2 separate regions of the Anas platyrhynchos genome follow, and region 1 is linked to region 2. Evidence: chromatin contacts called from public Hi-C data. All regions are on one chromosome and are shown on one strand. Each heading gives the region's core, a stretch centred on a gene start, on an enhancer-like site or on the middle of the called end of the contact. The rest is flanking DNA. Distances are from core to core; before and after follow the strand shown. Region 1 holds the start of LOC106017337 (a long non-coding RNA gene). Region 2 overlaps INSIG2 (insulin induced gene 2).

Region 1 (5,819 bases), core at 3,318-5,817, 45 kb after region 2:
AGTATCTGTTTTAATATGTTGCTGAATTGGGGCTTTAAAACAAAAGCAGAATCTTGGACCTCATATTTTAAGAGCTGTGTAAAAGTGGTGTTCTGATATTAAAGAAAAAACATATCATACTTTCAGCATCTGTGGGAAACTGTTTGCATTGCCCCAGAGGTGATAAAAATAATTTATGGACCTCAGTATTTTTCACAACAAGGAAATGACCTCAGCTTTGGCAATCTGAGGTAGTTAGTGAAGCTTTTCTGCTACATTTATGGATATACTTGAGCTACATATTCTTTGACCTGTATTTTAGATTTATTGGCAGATACATAAGTCACAGTAAATAACCTAAAAAGCAATTGATGCTCCGTGCGTTTTGTGCATGGACTGATTGACAGATTAAGAATGCTGCTGCTTCGCAAGTGACTGAAACATGTGCCCTTGCTTGCTATAAATTTGTCTACTGGGTTGTTATGCACATTTTTTTAACAAAAATTCTAATATAACTGGAAGATTAAAAGCATATTCAGACTATGGTATGTGTAAATATGAGCTTGAAAAGAAAATATGTAGTTATGCATGCTGCTACGATAAGGGCAATCAAACTGAGCAGCCCTGAAGCCCTCTCTTCTCCAAGCAGTCCCACTGGCTTGATTCCTTTCCTAGGAACAGGGCTACGGAGTCCAGCTCTGTGTTGCAGAGCATTAATGGCCCAAAAGAGGGGCACAAGAAGGGATCCTCTCCTGCTACCATGGTGTTTATGTTCAGTTCAGCAATGTCAATAGCTGAGGACTTCAGACAAAACTTGTTAATGTCTCAAACAGGTTTTGAAATTAAGATCTAGGCCTTGACTGCCCTATCTTCCTTGAGCATCTTGCATAACTGTAGAGGGCTGTGTAATCCCCGTGGTGTGTGATGGAGGCAGAGTCGTGTTGGGTTTCCCTAGATGGATCAAGCACTGAGCAGTAAGGGAGATAAATATCACATAGGATGGTTTAGCATCTTCTTGACAAGCACAAATCCTGCAAGCATGGTCTTTCATGATACCACTCTGGAGCTAACACATTAAAGGCATTAAGTAGACATCCCTAGTATCTGTTCAGCCTTTTTTCACTTTAGGCAAGGAATTTAAAAGTTGCAGTCAAACATCTCTCCTGACATCTCCATCGTTTGCCTGATGGAAGCTGGAAAACAAACATCCCCTTCTACCATCCTTCTGCCAGAAGTGAGATTAATTGAAAGTGTGAAGCTGGGCTGAAAAAGTTTTTATCTTAATCATTTTGTTGTTGGGGTTTAAACCAAGTTATTATTAAACCTTTCATGCAGCTTTTGTGTGGTGCAAAAAAATTACATTATAAAAGTTGTAAAGCAGCCCATGGTGATATATCCTCATTCTCTCAAATGTAGCACAAGATACTAAATAAATAATAATAAAGAATAAAAGTTTACTCACTTGCAATTGAGCTTCATCCTCATCTGTGCAGATATACATAGATTTTAATTACAGATTTAAGAAAGGGAAGATAGCAGAGACTGTATGTTCTACTGTTTCTCTGAAAAAAAACATCACAAACATAATAAATATGACTTGGATTACGAACAGTAATGAATGAATGAACATTTTCTGCTACCTCGATGTACCTAAGGCATCCCACGGGTGATCTGTGCACTGGAAATGAACCTTGCAGGCTGTGAATATGCTCGGAGCTCTCAGCTCTCTGCAGCAACACAAGCCTGCAGGAAAAGCACCGGGGCTCGGTCACTGCCACCCATTTGTTGAACTTCGCTGCCATCTGCTGGTGCACAGGGGAACCTGTCCCAGGGCCGGGAAATGGCCGAGGTGGTGTCACATCGCCTCCAAGGCTCCAGTGCTCTGCAAGGACAAGAGGGAAGAAGTATTTGCCCATGAGGTTTATGACCCATGAGACACCAGGCTACTGCTACCGCTCTCGGGAGGTCTTCTGACAGACCTCCCAGGAGATGCTGTGTGCCCACCGAAGTCTTAAAAAGGGCAGTGAATATTAAATAAAAAACAATCCTGGTACAGACTGCTGTGTGATGCCATCCTCTGCACGCTTGTACCCCACCCAGGGCAGCTTTTCACCCCAGCCACGTCTTGTCAAGGCTCCAGCAACACCAGGCTAAGTAAAGGCATCGCTCCCTCTGCTCACTTCCTCTTCTGCATCTTCCTCCCACGAGGGGAAACCTTCCTCAGGGTCCTTTTCCAGCACTATTGCCCTGTCTGCCCTCAAACAGATCCTGAAAATCCCATCGTTTCCAACTAAAAAGAACGTAGAAGAGCTTGAAAAGCAACCAGTAACTCCAGTATCTCTCACTGTGTGCAATGGAAACATGGCCAATTTTTTAGGCAGAGAGGACCAGCCCAGATGGATCATCAACGCATATCATTCAGCGTGTCAAGTAGTTCCTTCCAGTCCAATTATCACCTGATGCTGGCATTTGGGCTGTATTTAACAAACAGAAGTATCCTCAGGGCTAATTGGGTGCATTCAGAAAAATAAATAAATACATAAATAAATAACCAGGGCTGTATGCAAAGACTGTGACTTCATACAATAGAGTTGTATTATGGAAAACATGTGAAGAGTAAAAAAGTATTTTATCACTGCTGGGTGCAATTGGAGATAGGAAGTCTGTAAAAGCAAATGACAATTCTTTGGCTTGATTCAGTACAAAGCAACAGAAATCTTTACTTTGACCTCAGCAGGCTTTGCATGAGACTGTCAGTAAAACTGCTGTGCAAGCTAAAGAGATTCTTGAAGATTAACCTAAATATTGTGTTTAGATAGTTAATCTGATGGCCTTGAAAGTTAAATGATGATATTACATTTACTAGAAATAGCTTAGTTTTCTTCTGCAGTGTCAGGGATATGCTCTTGTCAGAAGCAGGTTACTACTCTAGTATTAACTCTTTCCCCATGGCAACACCTCCAACTCCTTGCTTTTCTGATTTTTTTTTTTTTAATTACTATAAAGCTTGATAATCAATACAGCTGCAGAAAAAGCAAAATACAGTCTATCTCCCCTTATGCCTTAGCAATAAAATTGCAGTTCCATCCCGATCCCAGAATATCAGCTGCTATCAGAGCTAAGTTATGAACTACAAGGCATAAAAAAAGGTAGCTCGATTTTCAGATACTCTGTTAAGTGCAGAGCTGGCAGTTAGAAAAGTAATATTTTGCCTTATAAATTTGGTGAATTTGATAGGGAATTCAGTGCAAAAGCATCAGAACAGAACACCAGCACACCAGTTTCCAAGTGCAACAATAACCTTTGGGGCGACCAGACTTGCATGAGAGTTCTCCAGTGCTGGGTTGCCTGCTAGCACCAGCGAGTATTCTGGTGGACAGACTCAGGTCCCCATCCTTTCTTAAACAGCTCTGGATGAGGCATGGAACAGAATAGTCATCTTCCACCTCTTAAATGAAAGTTAATTGAAAAATTTTATAAAGAATGTGGTCTAGAGCTGAACATGGTCAAAGGCTACAGAGATTCTTTCTTTGTTATTTCTCCATAAAGTGTTTGAAATAATAGTTCTGACTCCAACCCTTTCACAACTCATTTCTTCTTCTTTTTGGTTTCTCCTACGTGAACAGCCAGGCTTCGGCACAGCCACCCAGCATATATGCAGGCAGCCCTTCCCTCTTCCAGAAGCTCTTCAGAACTGTCCTAATGTTGGAAATTTTGCCTCTGCTGGCAAATCCATGGCTTATCACTGGCATTTCTGACATTGCACAGCATGGACAGTCCATTTGCCATTTTATTTTGCAACCCCATTTCACTTCTTACTAAAAGCAGACTTGTTTTTTCTCTCTCTTACAGCTCAGCACAGACCTGTTTTCTGTGAGCATCTCAACACCTTGACCCTCACTAAGAACAGCTGCAACTTTTCTCCTGCTTGTGCTGACTTCTCCACCTCTCGCTGCTCTACAGCATGCTGCCTCACATCATATACAGCTCCAGAAATAGAGGCAGGTGAGTCTTGATGTGACATTCTGATACAGCATATGCAGCTCATTTCAGCCTACTTTCTAAATCAAAAAAAAAAAAAATACAGATTATTTTCTGCTATACAAATAGAGACTTTGTATAGACAGCTATGGAAGAGAATGACAAAAAAGAAAATGCATTGCCAGATTTCTCTTTAAATCTGCAGTAGAAAGGGAGGTGGGAGAGAACCTAGGCAGAAGAGATGAAGACAGAAGTGTCCTTAAGCTCCGTAGAACAATATAACAAATTTAAAATTTTAACAAATTTTACAAAAATTTTAACAAATGAAGAAATTAAGCTGGTCACTTCTGCCCCATGCTGACTGTGCTGAACTGCTGGCTTGCAGCAAGGCTCAGTGCTGCCTGCTCAGCTTCCCACCAGGCCCAGGCTTCCCACAGTGAAAGGAAAAAATTCCTGCTGGATCCATCTGCAGGAATGTGTGGCTTCTTAGGATGGGATTCTACTTTGTAAAAGGTCTGAAAAACAGCAGCACCATGTCTCTGCAGTTACAGTAGTACTAGCCAGGGGTATGGTGCAAAAGGAGCATGACTAAGCTCTGCGAGCAGTTCCAAGAGACAGAAAGCCGGAAGAGGTGATTATATTCCCTACACAGAGGCTGATTTAGGAGATAAGCGCTAGTTGCACATCTATTTCTTATACTAAGCAAAAGTAGCACGGATCCCAAGTAAGAGGGCAGCAGTAATGGGAAGCAGAGCTTGCTGGAGGCAGCTTTTTATGCTTGCTTTGTGAATGAGCCATGTTTTGAATTGCCATTTGGACCAGACTAGACTGGACAGCCTCCAACATAGCCCAACTGTTACTGTGTCTGTAGGAATGTTTTTCCGAGTTGCAAAGTCACGGAAGTTTCAAGGCATTCCCTTTCCATCTGTTTCTAGGAGTAGTCACTGATAAGAGGGCATGCTTTGGGGATGCACGGTATAACTCCAAACATATTACCTCCAGCTTTTCAAACTCACAAAAAAATGAACTGCTGGAGACAGCAGAGAAATTGCTAGGAGAATTCTACAACAAAAAGACCTCATTAGTTCTGAAGTACAAAAAATAAAAATAAATTTTTTAAAAAATCTAACACATTCACTGGAGTCAATCAAACTGCTGCTTATGAGTTGACTGGTAAGAAAAATGCTAAAAATCTTAGAGGTAAATCTTTGTCCTAAGTGGCCCTGCTTAAAAGATGTGAGGCTGTGTAATAAGGCATTGCCAGTTCTCCCTATTTTTGTTATGGGCTCTGCAATATTCAGTGTTTGTCTAAAGCCCAGCTCCTGGAATCAAGAGATTAAGTGAAAAGTCTCTGTTTTAATTTAAAAACAAACAAGAAAGGTTTTCTTCATTTTGTCATTGATGGAAAAAGAAAAGAGAAGAGAAGAATAGAAAAGAGAGAAGAGGAGAGGGGAGAGGAGGGAAGCAGAGGAGAGGAGAGGAAAGGAAGCTCTCCAAGGGCTCAAAAGCCAAAAAGCAGATAGAAAAGCCTTCATATTGATATATAATTTAGATATATTAAATCACCTGATTAAAGTCAATTACGTTATTTATGAGATTGAATTTAAGTCAATTACATTATTTATGGAGATTGAATTTTTAATGTTCATTGTTTAGTAACACTGACTATGCCATATCCATGAGGCATCAGGTTTCTTTATTAAATAACCCATCCTTTAATCAGCAGCAAAAAAGCTTCAGAGAGATCCACCCTCAAGCCAGCTGATTCCTTTCTGTTATCACTGGTGAAGGAAAAATAGCAGGTAGCACCGATAGCAGCTGCTACCTGTGTGCCTGTGACTAGGCAGGAGAGAATATGA
Region 2 (5,387 bases), core at 550-3,049:
GTTTTACATCAGAATTGACAAAAGAAAAAAAGGGTTGGCAGATTTAATTGGAAGTGGTATTGTGATGAAGAGAAGCCTGGTACTGAAGTAGTATGGGAAAACTAGTACCTAAACCACTTTCCTCACCCGGGAAGATTGTTGGAAGTTACCGTTTGAATCACTAATGTAAGATGTGAGTGTTTACAACAGTGTTGGGAACCATCTCAGGGAGCAGTGCAACAGGTGCTAAGATATTGTTCTTGAGAATTTTAGGTAGCAGAAGGGATAGGCCTTAATAATCTAAGTGATGCCATCGTGATGAATATACGTCAATCTTCATCGCAGACACCAAATACTCAGCACTGCTTATCTCTACTTATGTGACAAGAACTGCTTTTAGCATTTTTCCTACCCATTAAGTCCCTTTAACATCAGAGAGCATCAGGTAGGGTATCAGATCCCATAACAATTCATCAGTACAAGTGTCAGTTGTCTCTTTGTTTCCTCCTGCAGCGAAGTCTCTGTGTGCACCTCATAGCAGCCGTGCAAGAGACATCAGGGGATGTGTACATGGTCCCTTTTCCAGCTCACATCTCTGATATTCTGACATGTAGCAGCCACACCATCCACTTCACCCCATCTCTCTGGGTTTCAGTAGTTGCCACAGCCTTAGAAATCACAGACGGACTACCAAAATTTGACAGTGTTCCATCAAAAGCTGATTTAGAAGAAATCCCATCGGAAAGCACATGCTGTCCCCTGTGGCTTTGAAACTTCCCTGATGAAACAGCGTGGGGTTTCCTGGGAGAAACTGGGTCCCTTCCTGATTGCACAGCTTCTCTGGTGCCTTGCTTTTATTGCCCGTTGAAGTCAGGACACAGCAATACTGCTTCCCCTTTGCACTGACACATGTGTTGATGCTGCTATAGGCAGGAGACTGTGGAGCTGCTCCTGCTTAAACTTAGCAGTTTTTATTTGCTTGGAGCCAGCTTTCCATGTGCCCCTTCTTCCCACTGCCCTTCGCTGCTGCAGCAGTGCCACAGCCAAAGCCTGCAGAGCAAGCCTGAGCAAACTCCCCAGCAACGCGTGCATACCTCTTTCTACCAGCTTCACGGTTTTTTACACTACACTTCTACATTTATTACATACATAATACTACATTTCTATCATCTCTTACACTACTTATCACTACAGTGCATACATCACTACATTGAGTCACATCCTTGAAACATCAGTCTTCAGGAGCTTCCAATTTATCTTCCTTAAGCCACTTCTCCCATTGCATTTTTGCTTGTTACGCTGGTTTGAGGAAACTGGTTGGTAAGAGGGGCCTGAAACCCCACAAAGCAGGATTATTTCACTCTCTGCAGTTTAATCAGAACAGGCACGGGTCCAAAACAAATCAGCAGCTGAATTTCCTACAAGTGAAATACTGGACACAACACGCAGGATTGTGGCAAGCCTTTATGACAACAAGCCCATCAGTGGCCAACATTTTGCATTTGCATCATTATTAATCTGATCTGCCAGATCTGATTCTTGTAAGTCTGTCCCCCTGAAGAGCTGATATACCATATAAAAGGCACACAGTGTAAATCACAGAAAATGACACTTTTCATCAGTGGTGAAAGAAAAGAGGGACAGGCAGATTCTGCTGTGCGCTCGCACTTGCTGCACAATGCAGGACTTTTTTTTTTGACCTGTGGCACATTAAAGAAAGGAGCTCAAAACAATTTCATCCCTTTCAAACACAGTGGGCCAAATTCCCGGCTAGCACGAAACACCACATATCCACTGAAATCGGTGGAGCTCAGCCAGTTCAGCTGAGAACTTGGCTTTGCTTGTCAGTTCATTCAGCAGTGATTGCACTTGACGTGCAGCACAGAACAAGCATTTGTTTTTAAAAGAAAACAGTGGAGTCTTTCAGTGCTAACCCAGCCTATAAATAGTCCCGATTCCAAGAACGGGATTAACTGTCCTTAACTCAGACTCCTATGCATTAGTGCAAAGGGAGAGGAGGAGGAAAAGAAAGCGTATTCTTCTCTCCTTGGCACAATGACGACAGATCTCTGCACTCCAGACAAGAAATGACGGTCTGTAGAGCAAGGTGACTTTGCTTTTTGTTAGAACCTATAATTGAATCTACATGTATGACCTTAATGCACTTACAAGGACTTTCAGCACCCCTGAGCACCATGTAGTCGCCTTCCCTCGTAACACGTCTTTACCAACCGAAGCGCCCAGGGACACTTCACTGGTTTCTCACAGAGCCCAAAAGGACTGTGCCAATCTCAGCTAGACCTTCCTAAAAACATTTCTTATGCAGTGGCTGGTGGCACAGCCAGGCTCATACTGGGGTTTGGGATTCTTTTCTAGACACTGAGCCAAAAACTGGCATAGATGGGTTAGAGGAAAACAGACAAGCCAAAACATGGCCCAGTGGCCGTGGCCAGCAACGCAATGCCTTTGGACAGCAGCTGAAGATCAGAACAAGCCAGCACAAATGCATCTGTAAAGCTCCCCTTCCCCTCTTGTTTTGAAACGCAGCATGGAAAATTGAAATGATCATTTATTGTCCTTTTCTTTCTTGCAACATTATGCCAAGTGTGGGAGCTACCCCTTGCATAAGTTTTAGCCTGCAAGTTAGATTGCAGCACTTTTCCTCCCAGCTTTTTCAGTTCATTCATGTTCATTGTAATTGGATGAAGCAAATCTTGTTTGAGATTTGATTGAAAAAAAATAATAAATATATATAGGTGAAACTTACGCTTATCACATAGTGCAAGCCACACATTGAACTAATCAGATCAGAAGAAACAGAACCACATTCATTGTGAACCCCAACATTTATAAACACAGATTGCTTTTCAACTAATATTTTGCCATATTTGCTTTAAAAGGTACAATTTCAGTATTTCTATCAACAAATCCATAAAAAGCAGACCCGATGGCTATACCCCTGAACTTTGCAGTTGAGAATACTGGGCAAAGTGTTCAAATATCCCTGCATAACCACATTACATAAGGCTACTCCACAGAGAGTTTTTTAAGTGCAAAAGTCCAGGCAGACCTGCTGCCAGTACAGAAACTAATCCCGGGCACGTGATACCGGGAATGCTGCAGGTCATGAGTCAGACACTGACGTGCACAGCATGCTGTACACTGAGCTCCCAACTCACTCACCTGGAGGAAATCATAGTAAAAGCCTTTTCCCATTATAATCTTTCCTGTATATTTTGTTTCCTACGTGCTGTACTGCTGGGCAGGGTAAAAAAGTGTGACAGCGCAGCAGGAGCTACGAAATTTTGGCACTTCAAAACGGAAAAGCAAGAAAAGAAAGCCTTGAGAAAATGCAAAACTACCCTTACACCTGGATTTTGGCTCCAGTCTGATCAAGAAATGCCCCGTACCTCTTCCTTGGAGTGGCTTTTAAGCATTCAAAGCACAACCCCCCAATATGCTGCCTGAAAAACCCTGGTTTAGCCTTTAATTTGAGGCTTTGTCATTTGACTGGGGGGAAGGCAATCAGGACGAGGCTTTGGACCACGCTGCTCAAAACATGACACCAGACACACCAAAAGTCCAGGCTGATTGTATGAAGCAATTAAAGCAGTGTTTACTATTCCCTGACAGTTAACATGTTGGACTGACCTTTCATTTACTGCTTAGTACTGAACATTAAGCCACAAAATTACTTATGCTTTGCGTTTAGTACTGGCATCAAAACTAACAGCATTAGATAGCTATTCCCCCTGCGAGACGCACGTTCCCTCCGCCAGCTGTGCCTGTACTTTTATAAGTATTGTTTTTCACATTTAACCTCAATTCCATAGGTTGCGTTCATCCTTTAACACCACCATTAGGATTTACTGGTAACACTGCTCCGAAATGTAAAAAAAAAAATATACACAAAATGTCCAGAGTGGTGCCATTGGTAAAATTACATCCCTTCCTTACAGGCTGGGAGAGATGAAAAGGCTGGCATGCTCACAGGTCCCCGCAGCAGATCCCAGCCAGATGGCAGGAGGGAAGTACAGGAGCTACGGAGGAAAACTTGGTTTACTCTCTCTCCTTCTAGCTACGTGCATCAGCCCCGTTATAAAAGGAGGCACAAGATGCCTTTCTAGAGGGCCTGGCAGCCGGGCAGCTGGAATATTCTCTGAAACGGGCAAGTTCCCATTCACAACCACTGGCTGAAGGCAGGCAGGGAGGACCTACATTTGCCATTCCCATTGGCAGTGCTCTCACAGGGCAGGGAGAGGTAAACACATCAGCAAAGCAGCTTTGCCAACATGCTTCTGAATGAACGTAGTGCTCTGACTGTAAAATTATAGTTATCTTTCATTGCAGTTTGGTCAGACACTTGGCAACACCCATGATTCTGCCTTTTCACAACAAATTTAGGGTTTTGGATCACTGCTTGCCTCGTCCAACACAAACCTGGGGCTTTTCCATTTGCCTCTGTGCTCTCTGCAGCTTCCAGTTGTAGTCCAGTCCTGCTCCAAGACTCCTCAAATACTGATGAACCTCCCTCCCCACCCTTCCATCAGATCTGCCCTGAGTTTTTTTCATCACACATTTTTAAACCTTTACTTGCCACGTCTGTTTTGAGACAGGGAGGGGTGCTGTGAATACAATCAGTGAATATCTAGCATTTAGCTCACATTTATTAATGTTCTGCTCCGTATACAAGTATTTCATTATGGGATCTCCTGTCATCACTGTTTTTTTGTTTTGTTTTTTTTTTCATATTCTCAAGGACTATTTAAATCTAAATCTCTATACTTATACTGAAGTTACCAAGTTTATTTTCCCCTGGTTCAAATACTTCCACTACAGATTCAAAAGGGCAAATTTCCAAATTTTTTCCAGAAGCAGTTCAGCATGCTAACTGTGATAAAATCACTTCTGATGTGAATGTACCTTTTTTTTTTTTTTTTTAACTTTCAGAAAGGTGTTTTGTGTAACCAATATGCCAGCTCATTATTATTATATGACTGCTAATATAAGACAATTTAATGTATTTAAAAATATATATATATTATTTATAAAAAAAAAAAAAAGAAAAAAAGAGAAAAAGAAACCTTTCAAACAAGGTTGCAATTGTATTTAATGAACATTTTGCTTTTAACAGCAATTTGCCAGTTTAAACAGCATAGAGCTTACAATGCTTAATTAGTGAAGAGGTTATAGTGCTTATAAAGTTGTATCTAAAATATACCTTATTCATTCTCTATTGAACAACATTTTTAAGACAGTCTAATGGTATAATTACATGCTATACAGTAGCAGCATGTTCACACCACTACAGTTAAGGCCGTGTCAGCATTCTTGTGAACCTTTGTCAGGGTTTGAACACATCAGCCACAAAATTACAACACAGTTTGAAAAAAATGAGACATCCAAGA

Evidence for each region. Hi-C and Micro-C count contacts between places; a contact is called where the count stands out from the background.
Region 1: a contact with region 2 is called in a Hi-C map of skeletal muscle, with 2.7 times the contacts expected there. The contact joins two enhancer-like sites. A contact is called at or near these places in 3 of 8 Hi-C or Micro-C datasets (liver, skeletal muscle and subcutaneous adipose tissue).

The regions. Positions count from the first base shown.
Region 1 is chr7:8,939,439-8,945,257 of IASCAAS_PekinDuck_T2T, forward strand. It overlaps LOC106017337 (a long non-coding RNA gene), which reads right to left and starts at 1,890. Exons shown (of 3, transcript XR_001190747.5): 1 at 1,630-1,890; 2 at 1,442-1,541. Within about 2 kb of position 4,568, at least 2 of the 8 cell types and tissues checked have an H3K27ac peak or open chromatin away from gene starts, as enhancers often do. A contact at or near this core is called in subcutaneous adipose tissue, where this site is marked.
Region 2 is chr7:8,896,857-8,902,243 of IASCAAS_PekinDuck_T2T, forward strand. It overlaps INSIG2 (insulin induced gene 2), which reads right to left. Exons shown (of 6, transcript XM_027461489.3): 6 at 5,072-5,387. Among named protein-coding and RNA genes, the nearest start is that of INSIG2, 17 kb to the right of the region's middle. Within about 2 kb of position 1,800, at least 1 of the 8 cell types and tissues checked has an H3K27ac peak or open chromatin away from gene starts, as enhancers often do. A contact at or near this core is called in subcutaneous adipose tissue, where this site is marked.